Linked DNA regions of Sus scrofa: region 2 is linked to region 1. A link is a contact called in public targeted proximity ligation data. All regions are on one chromosome and are shown on one strand. The core of a region is the stretch at or near the end of the contact, and the rest is flanking DNA. Distances in the headings are between cores, read along the strand shown. Region 1 overlaps SPIDR (DNA repair-scaffolding protein). Region 2 overlaps SPIDR (DNA repair-scaffolding protein).

The links.
Region 2: a targeted proximity ligation map of alveolar macrophages shows a contact between it and region 1. A contact is called at or near these places in 1 of 5 promoter capture datasets (liver), 6 of 47 Hi-C or Micro-C datasets (blood, liver and skeletal muscle) and 2 of 2 datasets of targeted methods (alveolar macrophages and skeletal muscle).

The regions. Positions count from the first base shown.
Region 1 is chr4:80,038,941-80,046,867 of Sscrofa11.1, reverse strand. The region is part of intron 8 of SPIDR (DNA repair-scaffolding protein); the gene reads left to right. Among named protein-coding and RNA genes, the nearest start is that of SPIDR, 150 kb to the left of the region's middle.
Region 2 is chr4:80,138,783-80,146,709 of Sscrofa11.1, reverse strand. The region is part of intron 5 of SPIDR (DNA repair-scaffolding protein); the gene reads left to right. Among named protein-coding and RNA genes, the nearest start is that of SPIDR, 48 kb to the left of the region's middle.

The sequences.
Region 1 (7,927 bases), core at 2,363-4,862:
CAAAAAGTTATACACAGAATTACCATTTGATCCAACAGTTCCTCTCTTTGTATATATCCAAAAGTATTGAAAATAGGGACTCAAATGGTTACTTGTATGTCAGTGTTTATTGATAGCCAAAAGGGAAAACAACCCAAGTATGAATAAAGAAAATGTATATACATATTGTGACGTATTATTCATCCTTTAAGGACTGAAATTTTAATATATGCTACAGCTTGGATGAACCTTGAAAACACTATGCGTAATGAAAGAAGCCAGACACACAAAAAGCAAATATTATTTGATTCCATTTATGAGTTACTTAAAATAGGCGGATTCATAGAGACAGTAGACTAGAGATTACCAAGGGGTGAGGGAATTAGAGAGTACCTTTAATAGGTATAGAGCTTCTCTTTGGGATAGCAATAAAGTTTTTGAAATAGACAGTTATAATGGTTATACATTATGCATATATTTAATGCCACTGAATTGTCTGCTTTAAAAAAATGTTTAAATGGGAGTTCCAGCTGTGGCGTGGTTGGTTAAGAATCCAACTGTAGCAGCTTGGGTCACTGCTGAGGTGCAGGTTCGATCCCTAGCCCAGCACAGTGGGTCGAAGGATCCAGCATTGTCACAGCTGCAGTGTAGGTCACAACAGTGGCTCAGATTTAGTCCCTGGCCCAGGAACTTCCATATGCTGTGGGTGTGGCCATAAAATTTTTAAAAAATGGTTAAATGGTAAAATTTGTGTTACATGTCTTTTGCCATCATAAAAACAAATGCAGAGAGTTCTCATTGTGGCGCAGTGGAAACAAATCCAGCTAGCATCCATGAAGACCCGGGACTGATTCCTGGTTTCACTCAGTGGGTCAGGGATGTGGTGTTGATGTGAGCTGTGGTGTGGGTCACAGATGCAGCTCGGATCTGGCATTGCTGTGGCTGTGGTATAGGCTGGCAGCCTTAGCTTCACTTTGACCCCTAGACTGGGAATTTCCATATGCCATGGGTGCAGCCCTAAAAAGCAAAACAAAACAAACAAAATGCAGAAGAGAGCAATTAAGAGAGCTACTCATTCTCGAGTGTTTGTTCCACTTCACAAATGAGTTACCAGACCAAAATTCATACTTTTGTAGTACACACTCTGGAAGTATGAAGGCATTATTTTCTGTAGATGTGTAGAAACAATTTAAATGGAATCTTTAGTAAAACTTAGTTTGCTATTAAAATTAAGAATAAGTAAATTTTATAGGTCAAATAATCCCTATGTTACAAGGTCCAAATCTATGAGTTCACAGCCTTCCAAAATTCCAGTGCTGTCCCAACTAATCAGTTCATTATTAAACTTCTAAATAGTACAAGAGTGATAATTGCTAATATTTACGTTAGTGTTCATAATATGCCAGGTACAGTGCTCCGTTCCTGAATCTCAGTTAACCTCACAATAGCCCTTCAGGGCTCTTGCTCTTTGTTTTCCTCATTTTCTATACCAAGAAGCCTAAGCATGAAGACTCCTCTGCAGTAACAAGAGTGCTCAGGAAGGCAACTAGCAAGACTGTATTCTGCAAAAAGGTGTGCATAATAATTACGAACAAGTACTGAATAGGGCCTATCCCTCTCACCCTACTGTCTCTCTCCGAGAAGAGACTGGGATAATGGATTGTCACTTTGCAGTGTCCAGTTGTGAGGCTCAAGAAGCTTTGATGGATGGAGTTCCATTGTGGCTCAGTGGTTAAGGATCCAAGATTGTCACTGCTGTGGCTCTGGTTACAGCTGTAGCATAGGTTCAGTCTCTGGCCCTGGAACTTCTGCATGCCATTGGCATAGCCAAAAAAAATAAGCCTTGATGGAGAGAGATCCTGACTTACACCTTAGCGCTGTGCTGTGACCAGTGACAGAGTGGCAGCCAAGGCGGGGAGAGTGTTGCTGGGTTGAGGGTCTGGTGGGACCAAAGAGAAATGTTGATTCCTTAGACTTGAGGGAACTTGGTGGAAAGTGTATTAGGCTTACACTTGTCCAGTGTTTAAGGTCCAGCACGACATTTCCAGTCTTTTTTTTTTTTTTTTTTTTTTTTTTTTTCTTGAGCCTCCTTATGTTCGTTTCTAGCCTGGCAGGTAATACTTGGCTGTGCTTTTCATATGACTGAAGATAAGTGATAATAAATAAAAAGGTCCATTATGAACCTGTTTTCATATGTATTTCTCTGTGCTATAAAAACATAATTGTATGGTTCAGAGGCTTCGTCTTCACACAGTGATTGATTAGGAAAATCATGTAAAACTCAGGTAAGAATTCTGTAGAGAACTGGGAAGTAACTGTACTGAGTAGTATAGGTATCATCCAAGGATTGAGTACAACACTGCTCTCTGAGATGACACACATGGGGTAAACTAGGTGAAGTCCTAGAGATGAGATGCGCTATGGACTTGTTTCTAAAGGAGTATGTTTTCACCCTTTCAGCGAGGTCAGAGGATACTGCATCTTTACTGTCTAGAGCAAAGTTGCTTTATTTCAGGGAAGCTAGACATCAGTAATTTTGATCCAGCCGCACAGGCAGCTACTTGCAGAAACACAAGCCCGTTTTGATCTCACTTAGAAGCCTTGTTAAGAACATTACAGTTAAAGCAATAAACTTATGGTTAAATATTAAACGTTATTGAATGAATGGAATGTTTCATATCAAATGCAACCTTCCAGTTGGCCCATGCATACTCTTTATCACAAAAGTAAAGAATGGAAAAGCAAACAAAAAAGTTCCACTGTTTAAAAATGTTCTGCTTTCTGGCCCTGGTCTTCTAAGGATAGGTTGTTAGCACAACCCTTGAGTTCCTGGCATAAAGCTCTGGCCTGTGAGCTCCTACACAGAGGAAATGTGGTAGGTGTCAGTTGCCTTGCCCTCTTAGTGCATCTTCCTTTAAGAACACTACATTCAGCACATGAATTATTTCCAATATGCAGTAATCGTACCCATTAAATTAAGTAATACCTGTGAACACAAATGATAGTTCATAATTTAGTATGAATTTATTCTTGCTTAAAAGGTGTTGGAAACAATTATGTTTTCTGTCTTCTGTCTTCAAATCATAGAAGCACAACATTCTATACCCATACATGTCCCAGCTAGAATAAAGAAATTTTTCTAACTTATTTTTTCTTCTATTATTTTTGGCATAATGGTAATCTATGAGATAAAGGCAGATGTCAGAATAAAGGTGGCCTTTGGCTGGTCCTGTTCTCCAGATGATAATGACTGTTGTGGTCACCAAGGGTCCGTACTTTTTCCCCTGTTTAAAGGCACTGTTATTTCTTACTAGAGGGGCTTTTCATACCCCCCTGGTCCACATGACAAAACTTGCACCCCTCCTCCCCCTTCTCTTTGTACGTTCCTTGCCATTTTCTTCCCAGCTCAAGGCATACGTGGTTGCTCTCTCTTGCGTGCTACATTGTGCCTTCCACATGCCTCTGTTAGAACACACTTAAGTCTCTCCTCCTATGCTGTGAGTTTCTTGGGGGCAGGGCTGGTATTGGTGGTAGAAGTGGAAATTGGCTCTTTGAGACAAGTACAACCATATGGTCTCCATGCTTTCTGAGAATATCTTGAAATTAGACAACTAGTTCATTTTTGAGGAAGTGGGAATATGTGTATTTATAGCTATGAAAGCACACAGTTTATAGGTCCTCCTAGCTCAGCTTAGATAAAACCTTACAGGGCAGGTGGTGTTCACTTAACAGTAATGCTCTCCTGCTAACTCAGTGCGAAGCAGTCAGGGACAGTACTTCCATGCAGGCATCATCCCTGGGCCTCCAAGTGTTCTCAAGTGCAACATTCCCTCTCAGCCTGGCATGATGACACTGTGGAGAGTCTCTTTGCCAATCTTTGCTGGCTAAAGAAAAATGACCAGGAGAAAAAAAATCAAACTAGCCTGATTAATGACTGCTCAGTAGAGGTTCTGTTTTCTGTTTGACCCAAATCCTAAGCATATGTATGGAGTAGGGTTTTTTTTTTTTTCTTTTTGTTTTTTGTGGGGGTTTTTGGTAATATAGGACCTCTCTTAATGCTGTTTGGAACATTCATGGATATTTTGAGAAAATTTTAAAGTAATTTTTTGAAAATGAATGTCAATTATTACCTTACTCAAAAATTTTTCTCAGTAAAAATGCCATCCCTGCCTGTTTTAGGAATGTAATCTTGAAAGAATAATCCAAAGAGTAAAATAGTAAAAATACCTAAAGGATTTTTCTAACCCCAATCACGAATCACACTCTTGGTGGTGGTTCTGAACACTGGATCACTTTCTTTTTTTTTTCTTTTCTTTTCTTTTTTTTAAATTTTATTTAAGTATAGTTGATTTACAATATCGTGTTAATTTCTGCTGTGCAGCAAAGTGACTCAGTTATATATACACATATGTTCTTTTTTTTTATTATTTTCCATCATGGTCTATCCTAGGATATTGTATGTAGTTCTCTGTGCTGTACAGTAAGACTTTGTTGTTTATCCATCCTATATATAATATTTTTTTATTACCCGATGAATTTATTACATTTATAGTTGTACAATGATCATCACAATCCAATTTTATAGGATTTCCATCCCACAACCCCAGCGCATCCCCTCACCCCCCAAACTGTCTCCTTTGGAGACCATAAGTTTTTCAAAGTCTGTGAGTCAGTATCTCTTCTGCAAAGAAATTCGTTGTGTCCTTTTTTTCAGATTCCACATGTCAGTGAAAGCATTTGATGTTAGTATCTCATTGTATGGCTGACTTCACTTAGCATGATAATTTCTAGGTCCATCCATGTTGCTAAAAATGTCAGTATTTAGTTCCTTTTTGGATCACTTTTTAATGAGACTAAAGGTCAACTCTTTGCCTTTGAGAGAGCTGTGAACAGGTCAGGTTGCCGTTTTGCATATTCTCTCAGACAAGACAATTCTGTAAAAAGAGAGTTCTGAATTTCTATTCCCTTTACAGAGTTGGCCTCAGACCTCTCCTCTTACAACAGAAAATATAAGTGCTGGTTATATTTTATCTGTCAGCTAGAATTCTAAAAATTTTAGAAATAATTGATTTAGTTTAAGAAGTATGAATCCAGTCCAATACAGAATTAACTTGTTAGCTGCTCTTTTTCGTGGGATGTCTGTAGCATTTGTCATTTCCATTTTACAGCTGAGAGTTCAGAGTTTATATAATTTAAGTAACAGTTGTTTAATAAAAGCAACTGGGTCAGTCTGTAGCTGGGTCATAACATTCAAAATTCTTGGCTCTCAGATCTGCTTGGGTTGTATCTGTCACCATTTTTACCAGTAGTGTCATGGATACTTAGAAGAAACAAATTATCTAATATTTAAGGTACTTTGGATTTTGGGGGAGACAGCTTTATGTTCTGGGACCAAGTGTTTCATAGGTTCTCTTCAACTGCTGAGGGAGTAACAATGGGGAAATAGGAGAGTGTGTCGGGAAAGGAAGATTTTTATTTGGAAAATAAAATCTTGAAAGCAGCAATACTTTCCTGTGATGCTCCCCTAAAGACAAATGTAGTTGAGTTATTGTTGTCTTTGGCCCATTTCACCTAGTTTAGGAAAGGCTGTTGGGGAAGGTAAACTGGTGGTCCAGCAAAGGCATATGGATTCAGTTTGCCATCTTCCCCATACCCTGCCAGATTTTCTAGAAGCATACTCTGTACTCGAGAATGATAGTGCGTTCTGTCTTTCTGTTGTTTCAAATTGTTTTGTTTTTAACTCTTCTTCTACCTTTCACATAGGAGTCAAATCAAATATTGAGGAATAGTCTTGTGCTTCTTAGATTGATATCTTAAAATAATCTAAAGATCATGTAGTGATAATTAAAATCATGTACTGATTCAGGAAATGAATTCTATTATAATGAAATTTCAAGGAGAGTATCATTCTTTGATAATTACTAGAAAATTGTTAACGTCTTCTGTATTTGAACATTGGAATGTAGTTCTTTTCCGTGTGTCTACATTTCACAACTGGCGGGTGTAAAGATTGTGAAGTTGGGCATGGTCCATGAAACTTCACCGTGTTTCAACTTTACTTACTCTCTGAAATACAGAAACTAGTTAAAAGCTGTAGGAAAATGTTTAAATCAAACACAACTGCTACTAATTTCTGTCTCCTGGAAGTGTTAACATTTCCCCTATAATTCCCCTCCCCCCTTCCCCTCCCCACACACACATCTAGCATTATTGGGGTATAATCAACAAATGAAGTTGAAAGGTATTTAAAATGTACATTGTGGTGATTTGATATATGTATACATTGTTAAAGTTTCCACCCATCTAGTTAATTAACACATCTTACATATTTACACTTGTTTTTTCATGGTGAGAACATTTAAGTTCTACTGTCAGTAAATTTCAGATTTTAATACAGTGTTACCAACTGTAGTCATCGTATTTTGCATTAGATCCTTAGAACTTATAGCTGAAAATTTGTACGCTTTTACCAGCCTCTCCTTATTTCTCCCACCTGCCAGCCCTGGAAACTACTTTACTATGAATTTGACTTTCTGTTGTTTTTGTTAGATTGCATGTATAACTGATACCATGAAGTATTTGTCTTTGGCTGGCTGGTTAATGTCACAGAGCATAATGCCCTCAAGTCTCATAAGTTGCCAGAAATGGCACACAATAACCTTCTTTCTCCTGGCTGAATAAAATTTTATATGTGTGTAACATCGTTATACATTCATCCATTGATGAAGATTAGCTTGTGTCTATATATTACCTATTTTGAGTAATGCTATAGTGAACATGGGAATGTATGTATTTCTTTGATATCCTGTTTTCAGTTCCTTTGAAGGTATTCCCAGAAGTGGGATTGCTGGAATTCTCTGAGGAAACTCCATATTAGTGGAATTCTCTGAGGAACCTCCATACTGTTTTTCATGGTGACTGTACCATTTTACATTCCCTAGTAAACAATGCACAAGGGTTCCCTTTTCTCTGTATCATTACTGACACTTGTTATTTTTGATGATAGCCATTCTAACAGGTGTGAGGTGATAGTTCATTGTGGTTTGGATTTGCATTTCCCTAACGATTAGTGATATTGAACATATTTTTGTGTACCTCTGACCATTTGGATGTCTTCTTTAGAAAAATTTATTTCCTTTGCTCATTTCTTTTAATCAGATTTTTGGGCTTTTGCTGTTGAATTGTAAGAATTCATAATGTATTTTAGATATTAACCCCTTGTCATATAAATGATTAGCAAATATTTTCTGCTATTCAGTAGGTTGCTTTTTCATTTTGTTGACGGTTTCCTTTGCTGTGCAGAAGCTTTTTAGTTTGATGGAGTTGCACTTGTTTATTTTGCTTTTGTTGCCTTTGATTTTGGTATCAAGTCCAAAAACCCATCACAAAGGCATTTGTCAAGATTACTGTCTATGTTTTCTTCTAGGAGTTTTATAATTTCAGATTTTACTTTCAAGTCTCTAATCCATTTTGAGTTTATTTTTGTGTATGGTGTAAGCTAGGGGTCCAGTTTCACTGTTTTGCATATAGCTATCCAGCTTTCTCACCACCATTTGTTGAAGAGACTGTCCTTCATCCATTGTATATTTGTGGCTGTTTTGCCAGAAATTCATTGGCCATGTACACATGGGTTTATTCATGGGTTCTCCATTCTGTTCCATTGATCTACTTGTCTTTCTCTTTCTGACATACTTCACTTAGTATGAGAATCTCTAGTTGCATCCATATTGCTGTAAATGGCATTATTTTGTTCTTTGTTATGGCTAAGTGGTATTCCATTGTACAAATGTACCACATCATCTTAATTTATTCATTTGTCTTTTTTTGCTTTTATTTTATTTTATTTTTTTATTACTCAGTGAATTTATTACATTTATAGTTGTATAATTATCGTCACAATCCAATTTTATACGATTTCGATCCCACGCCCCCAGCGCATCCTACCACC
Region 2 (7,927 bases), core at 2,015-4,514, 100 kb before region 1:
GAAGTTACAAGTAAGCAATGGGAAATGCTAAATGAATTCCATGATGCCATATTGGAGTACAGCCTATCAGTCTGAACTTATGTACTTCATATATGTATACACACACACACACACACACACATATATTTAAGAAAGAAATGTAGAAATGTATGTGTTCTCGTGCATGCATTTTCCTATCTCTGTTAACTGAGAAGGCCTAGAAGCAGTAAGCAACAAGTCAGTCTAGCACCCCAAGCCCATGGTTTTCATTACCACACTCCAGTGAAAGGAATTAGGGCTCTTTAAAAGAATGGCTGAGTCTGTGGCAGGGCAGAGAAGATGTAAGGTGAGCCTGGAACATCTTTAGTTGTTAGAAAATAAGAAAATATTCAAAAAAAGGGTTTTGGGAGGAATGTCCAAAGGTCACATTTAGTCTTTGACCAAAAGCTGGAACAGTTGGAGCTGATGATAATATTGAGTAATAACACAAAGAATAAAATAAGTGAACCAGTGGCTCCATACTGATATAGATACGTGATTGAATAAATAATTAGTAGAGAAAGAATGACTTAGAGAAGAATTTCAATAAATGTAGAGGGAATGAGGGAAATAGGAAATCATCTAGACCAGAAGAATAATAAGATCCACCTTTGAATGTTAAAATCAGTAGGTAAAACTTAATGAGAAACAGGATATATTTGTATGACTTTAAAATATACCCCCTTTATTGATGATACAGGTGAAAATAGTAACTGTGCATATTGAACCCTAGACATCACTCCCTTAACCAGTTATCAGTGTTACTAATAAGACATTGATGTTATGTACTCTTTGATGTGATGAACTGAGGGCACACCACCATGAAGTCCTGACCTCTATCTAATCATGAGAAAATATTACACAAGTCCACATTGAGAGACATTCTACAAAGTACCTCAACAGTACTTCTCAAAGGTGCCAACTTTGAAAGATGAGGAAAGAGGAACCATCACAGATGGGAAGAGAATCGGGAGATTATGACAGTTAAATGCCATGTGAGATCCTGGATTGGGTCCTAAAACAGAAAAATTGGAGGGATTTGACTAAAGCTTTTAGTTTAATAGTATTTGTTTCTATGTTAGTTTTTGTTTTCCCAGTTGTACCATGGTTATGTAAAAGGTTAACATTAGGGAAAGCTGAGGGAAGACCCCTTAGAAACTACATATTATTTTTGTAGCTCTTCTATATGTCTAAAATTGTATCAAAATGGAAAGTTAAAAAAATACTCCTGACATTTACAACTCTTCTTTTAATTGAAGTTGCCATTATCTTTATATTCATGTATGTTTTGTAAGCACTGCCTTCATAGATAGGTATATAGTCATAGACACACATACCCTCAAAGGTCATCTCTGTCATTTTGTGTAGGTGGGATAGTTTCTCAAGGATTATCAGGTGATCTTTACATAGAATTTTCATAATTTTTATGCCAAGGTGTAAATTGTTGAAGTGCTTTATGTAATACTGTGGAACACCATAAGAAAGTATATATCCTTCTAGAAAATGATGTATAATATAAATGATATTTTACATAACATTAATAAAATGAACAGACTTTTTATTTGTTGGTTAAGTGTCTTAGAAATACACAATAGAGATGACTTTAATTATAGCAAAATTGTAAGCCTAGACCTATTTGTAGACTCAGTTTTGGTCCATATATCCTTAGTTATCAGTTGGTGTTAAGAACGACATCACTTTACTTACCTCTTACTCGTTCTAACTAGATTAGTTTTAACATTCATGTGAGCAAATCGTAATTGAATGAAAAAAGCTTTTATTTGAAGGTAAACCATATATATTTAAATTCTTTTCCTTTGACCTCCTTGTTAATATTACTTAAAACTTATCTTAAACATAACTTGAAATAATTATGAACAGATGACTATACTTTTGAAGGGGTAAGTTTTAAAGTATAATTTTAAAAGAATCCTTAACATTTTACTGTGTTGAGAACAATCCTTTGACTATGTGGTTCGGTCTTTTTCTGGAGTCTAGGCACAACAGTGTCAGTATCAGAGTTAGAGGCTTTATATGCCTGTTTGCTTTGACCTAGACATTGAATATGTGCTGATATGAGAAATCTGAAAAAGAATTAAGGCTAAGTAAAGAATTAAGACTAAAACTTAAAGGGTTTAAGGGTGAGTAAACAAACATCTGTCGTTTCGTTGTCAATTTCTGCCGGTGTAGACTGCAGAATATTTGTTGTTTGAATCTTGTTCACTCTGAGCACTCTAGGACTTGTGTGGGTTTCCCCCAGAGTAGGAAGGATTGTAAATGCAGTAGTTCATGAGGATGAGCTACCCTAGTGTTATACCAAGGATGGCATTTCTGGAGTGGGAGAAGAGGATGGCAAAAACTAAGAGAAAAGACTAGTGTCTTTTTTTTCTCGAAGAAAGTAAATAGACTCTGCTAAATTGTGTTTTCCTTGCCTTCTCATTTGCATCTTAGCTTTGTGGATAAGTTAACGTAACCTGTATGAGAATGACATAACTTTACTACCTCTTGCCTGTTCTAACTGCATTGCGTGAGAGGACTAATCTATGGCCCACATTTTTCTCCAGGGCTCTCTGCGGAAGTGAGTCAATACATTGTTTCTGGCTTTACTTGCTGTCCCTCCCTACCATGCCAGTGCAGGGCACATTGGAATTTTCCAGGTATATCCTTAGAGGAGGAGGTACAGGGGAGGGCCAGAGCAGGGAATCACAGTGCTGGGGACCGGGGAAGGGGGATTTTCTTGATTGTTCCAGGAAGTATTGAAAGTGAACCAGATGGAGTAGGAGTAAAAAAATTACCTGATTTAAAAATATACCAAACAGTGAAAAGTCCTTATATAAAGTATCTTTTATCATCATATTTAAAAAACTTATTTAAAATGAAAGCTGAGATTCTTTTTAGCATGAATTTCAACACCTTTTCTTGTGCTTGTGCCAAGAACACAGTGTTCTGTTAAGTCATTCAGTGACGAAGATTTCTGGCTTGCTGCCACCCAGGGTCAAGTTCATTCAGATGAGTTTCAGTGTAGGTTCTGAACTGAGTGAGAAACACTCCTCTTGTCTTGTCATGTTAGGTGGGTCTGGAGAATTAATTGTTTTAAATAAGATTATTAATACTTTTGTCTTTCAAGAATATAGTTTTTATGGCTTCATATACAAACATTGCTTTTGATGTCACCTTGCCTGCTTGTTGACTCTCCACGCCTGAATTGGTAAAATTTCACTGCTCTCTGAACCATGCCAGAGGAGAATCTAGTAGGCACTACATGCACTCTGGTGTTATGTGCTGTATTGCTTTATACCACTGAAGAAAACACACAGTAGTCAGAAAGTGCTTCTCTCAGTCACATATGCAAATTAAAGCTAGAAAAGATCAATTAGAAGTAAGAAAAAGACTGTCAAGATATATCCATCTTTAAGGCTTTTATTCATCCTTTCATGCGTTGGAATGAATGGTTCTTTCTTAGGGTCTTGGTTTTTTCCTCACTTACCATCTTTGTTTTCCAGTTACAGAAATGTATTGCCTCTGTTGTATTAAAAATGCAGTAAGTAAAAAAAAAAAAAAAATGCAGTAAGTATGCATAAAGCTAAAGGTTGGATCAGTTTTGCCTGAAAATTATACATGTGTAAATAAATTTTTCTAAAAATACTAAATTTGCATATATGTAAATGAGCAACCATATCTTATAGCTCACTAGTTATAAGGTAAGATATGTTTTTCCCTATTCATTGCAGAAGATAACATTTTTCCCTATTCATTGCAGTGTTTAAGCTGATTAAGTTTGTGTTGATACTGATAAAAGTTTTAAAGAAGGCTTGTATTGGTGTCTGTATTAATATGTGATTTTTTTTGGCTAAAGTCCAGTAATATTTCTTTTTTTGTGATCAATCACTGTCTTATTCATTAATGCCTTTCTGGAATTTGATGCCTTGTCCTCAGCTGCTCACCAAGTACTAACAGCCTGGTCAGTTAATGGGTAACGGTCATGTTACAGGTCAGACTTGTGATGATGGGTATTTAGGTCTGGGAATCTATTTCATATCATAAAAAATAATCAAATGAAGCAAATAAGTCACAAAAGTGCTTTTATAGACTTAATATTAAGGATTTAAAACCAAACATGTTATCAAAAGCTATAATATAAACATTTCTTTGGGGTATTTTTCTGCATGGGTTATTTTGGCTGGGCTTTCAATAAAGCTTGAACAGAAGAAATTTTTTTCCCATCAAATCTTGGCAAAAATACTAATTTATCACTTTACCAAGGACCTTTGAATGATATTAAGGTTTTTTTTTTTTTTTTTTTTTTTGAGGTTCCCAGGCTAGGATTCTCATCGGAGCTACAGCTGCCGGCCTACGCCACAGCAACGCTGGATCCAAGCCACATCTGTGACCTATACCACAGCTCACGGCAATGCCAGATCCTTAACCCACTGAGCAAGGCCAGGGATGGAACCCGCAACCTCATGGTTTCTAGTCGGATTCATTTCTGCTGTGCCTGGATGGGAACTCCAATATTAAGTATTTTTAAAGTAGATTGGATATATGTAAATTTCTCAGAATGCCTTATATTGTTAAATGTTGAAAGGAATATACTGCTTACTTCCCCTTCTGCTCAAGAGGCATGCTGTAGTGTTAGTTGAAAGTTAAGGTTTGGGAATTACACCACCATAGCATTCTTCCTGCTTCCATTGTGCCCTTTGTCGTAGCTCCCAATAGTCATTGCCTTATCTGCCTTTCTCCCCAACTAGAATGAAGTTTCTTAAGGGCCAGGGTCTTCGTGAATGAGGACATTTGCTTAAGTCAGACTTCTTTCCTTTCTCTTCTTTTTTCCTTCATTTCACTTTGATTATAGGTTACATTCTTTTCGTGGTATGATGGAGCAAGATAACATTTGTTTTTCTCACCATATGATTTCTGGTTCTTTTATTCAGCTGAATTTCTAAAGTGGAAAACACAAAGAGCCTCAGACTCATTTCTAAAAATATGTGCTTTTGTTTTGTTTTTCACTTATAAGAAAGAAATATGAAATACAGAATTTGGAGTTCTGAAAAAAAATTGGGGAAGAAAATAGGAAGAGATGAGAAAGAAAGGAAAGATTTCTTATGTGCTGAAATTATAAGGTTTTAAAGCTGCTTAAAGATCAGTAAATGATGTTAGAGAGCATTAAATGTAAACATGCTTACCTGTGATTCCATGGATTTATGAGTATTTGCTCACTAAAATGTATGTGGCTTACATGTATTTTATTCTGATGGTCTCTGTTCCTTACCCCAGTAAGAATTGCTGTCCTTATTTATCAGATTATATTAACAGGTAAACTGGGATTTGGGCAGACTTGTTTTTTTTAATTAAAAAAAATTTTTTTTGCTTTTTTAGGGCCACACCTACAGCATTTGGAAGTTCCCATGCTAGAGGTCAAATTGGAGCTATAGCTGCCATCCTACGCCACAGCCACAGCAATGTGGGGTTTGAGGTGTATCTGTGACCAACACCACAGCTCATGGCAGTGCTGGATCCCCAACCCACTGAGCGAGGCTAGGGATCAAACCTGCATCCTCATGGGTACTAGTCGGATTCATTTCCACTGTGCTACCATGGGAACTCCCTTTTTTTTTTTTTTTTTTTTTTAATTTTAAAGAAAGAAATACTGAGGAATTCCCGTCATGGCTCAGTGGTTAACAAATCTGACTAGGAACCATGAGGTTGCGGGTTCAATCCCTGCCCTTGCTCAGTGGGTTAACCATCTGGCGTTGCTGTGAGCTGTGGTGTAGGTCACAGACGCAACTCGGATCCTGCATTGCTGTGGCTGTGGCGTAGGCTGGCGTCTATAGCTCCCATTAGAACCCTAGCCTGGGAACATCCATATGCCACAGGTGCAGCCCTAGAAAAGGCAAAAAAAGACACACACACAAAAAAGAAAGAAATATTGAGAGATTATTGTATTTTTTCCACAGGTAAGTATGTAAAAAGTGATAGATTTGCAGTGTACGTTCACTGCACAGTTTGGCCTGTTTTTCTGTGGTGGGAGGAGACAGGACCTCACACAGACTTTCTTACTTTAAGATTTAAGGGAGTTCCTGTTTTGGCTCAGCAGAAACCAATCTGAGTAGTAACCATGAGGACACAGGTTTGATACCTGGCCTTGCTCAGTAATTAAAGCTCAGGCATTGCCATGAGCTGTGGTATAGGTCGTGGACACAGCTCAGAACTGGCATTGGCTGTGGCTGTGGCATAGGCCAGTGGCTACAACTCTGATTCGACCCCTAGCCTGGGACCTTCCATGTGCTGCGAGTGCGGCCCAAAAGAGACCAAAAATCTTAAAAATGAAAAAAAGATTAAGATTTTAGGCTAAGATTTCCTTATATCTACCCCACAGCAGGCTTGTGAAGAGAAAATGATTAAATACATTCACATTTGTTCTCTCTGTAATTGTCTCTGAACGTGGAATGGCTTAGATTGTCTCCTAGGAATTTCTCAGTTCAAGAGCACTTTCTGACCATTGTATTTTCAGTAGGAAAATTTTAAAGATTTTATTTTCATGTTATATGTTCCTTTCTTTTTTATGGGTTTTAGTCCTGCTCATCATTATTAACATTTAAGAAGTTAGGATGTATGATACATACACATACACACACACATATACCCCTTTTTGAGTTTTCTCTGCATCATTAACTCATAATCACAATAACTTTTCTGTAATCTCTCTAACTTGGGGTAGTTAGAATTAGCATTTTTTTTAACTTATTTTCACTTTAAGACACTTAACTCTTAGTGTGACTATTTTATAGATATCTGGTGATGAGAATGCGGCATAGTGGTCTCAGACCGATTTCCTTGAATAGATTTTTTAGTAGAGTTCTGTTGTCATTGGCTTGGAACACAGTTAATCCTAAATGTTGACAGAAGTTCTCTTTTGAAAAGCACTGCAGTCAAGGCCTCTGCTTGTTTGGGAGTCCCAGGTCCCAGTTCTATATATCAGATCACACAAAGGACCTGAGACAGCCGTCCTTCTTGGCTGTACCCACAGAGGCCAAGTGGAAACGAGAGTTGGCAAATACAGGATGGTGATTATATGTCTTAACTTTTCTTTCTTTTTCTTTTTTTTTTTTTTTTCTGCTTTTTAGGGCTGTACCTGCGGCATATGGAGGTTCCCGGGCTAGGGGTCTAATTGGAGCTACAGCTCCCTGTCTGCACCACAACCATAGCAACGTCAGATCTGAGCCGCATCTGTGACCTATACCACAGCTCATGGCAACGCTGCATCCATAACACACTGAGCGAGGCCAGGGGTTGAACTCGAAACCTCATGGTTCCTAGTCGGATTTGTTTCCGCTGTGCCACAACAGGAACTCCAAACTTGAGATTTCAGTCACTTGACATTATGCCCTATTGCATTTGTCCTACAATTTAGGGTAGAGGGCATCCTATCTCTGAAGAAAGCACAGTCATTTTGTATGTGTGTGTTTTGCGTATATTTTTTGTGTGTCTCAAGAGTATGTTGTGAATGGTAGTTCTCATTTTGAATGTAACACTGGCTTTATTCTTACTCTGAAAAATGGATCCTTGTAACAACAAGCCATAACAATGTGATCAGGATTGGCTTTCCTACTGAATCATATGTGTGAATGCATGTATGTAAAACTGTTTGAAAGAGGCTGGAATATTCTTTTTATAGAAATGGAGAGACTGACTTTCTCAGAAAACAGGAAATAAGAATCATTGCTGTGTGGCTGGTTATTTCTCTTTAGTCCCAAAGTAGCCAAATGGTACCACTCTCAAATTGTAATTCATTGAGCCTGGAGAAATGTATTCTCCTCACCTTGTTTGTGTAATCCATCTGTGTAAGAACAAGCCCTAGGGCAGAAGACCCTTGAATGCTTGTGGACCAGGCAAGTGGTACAAACCATCA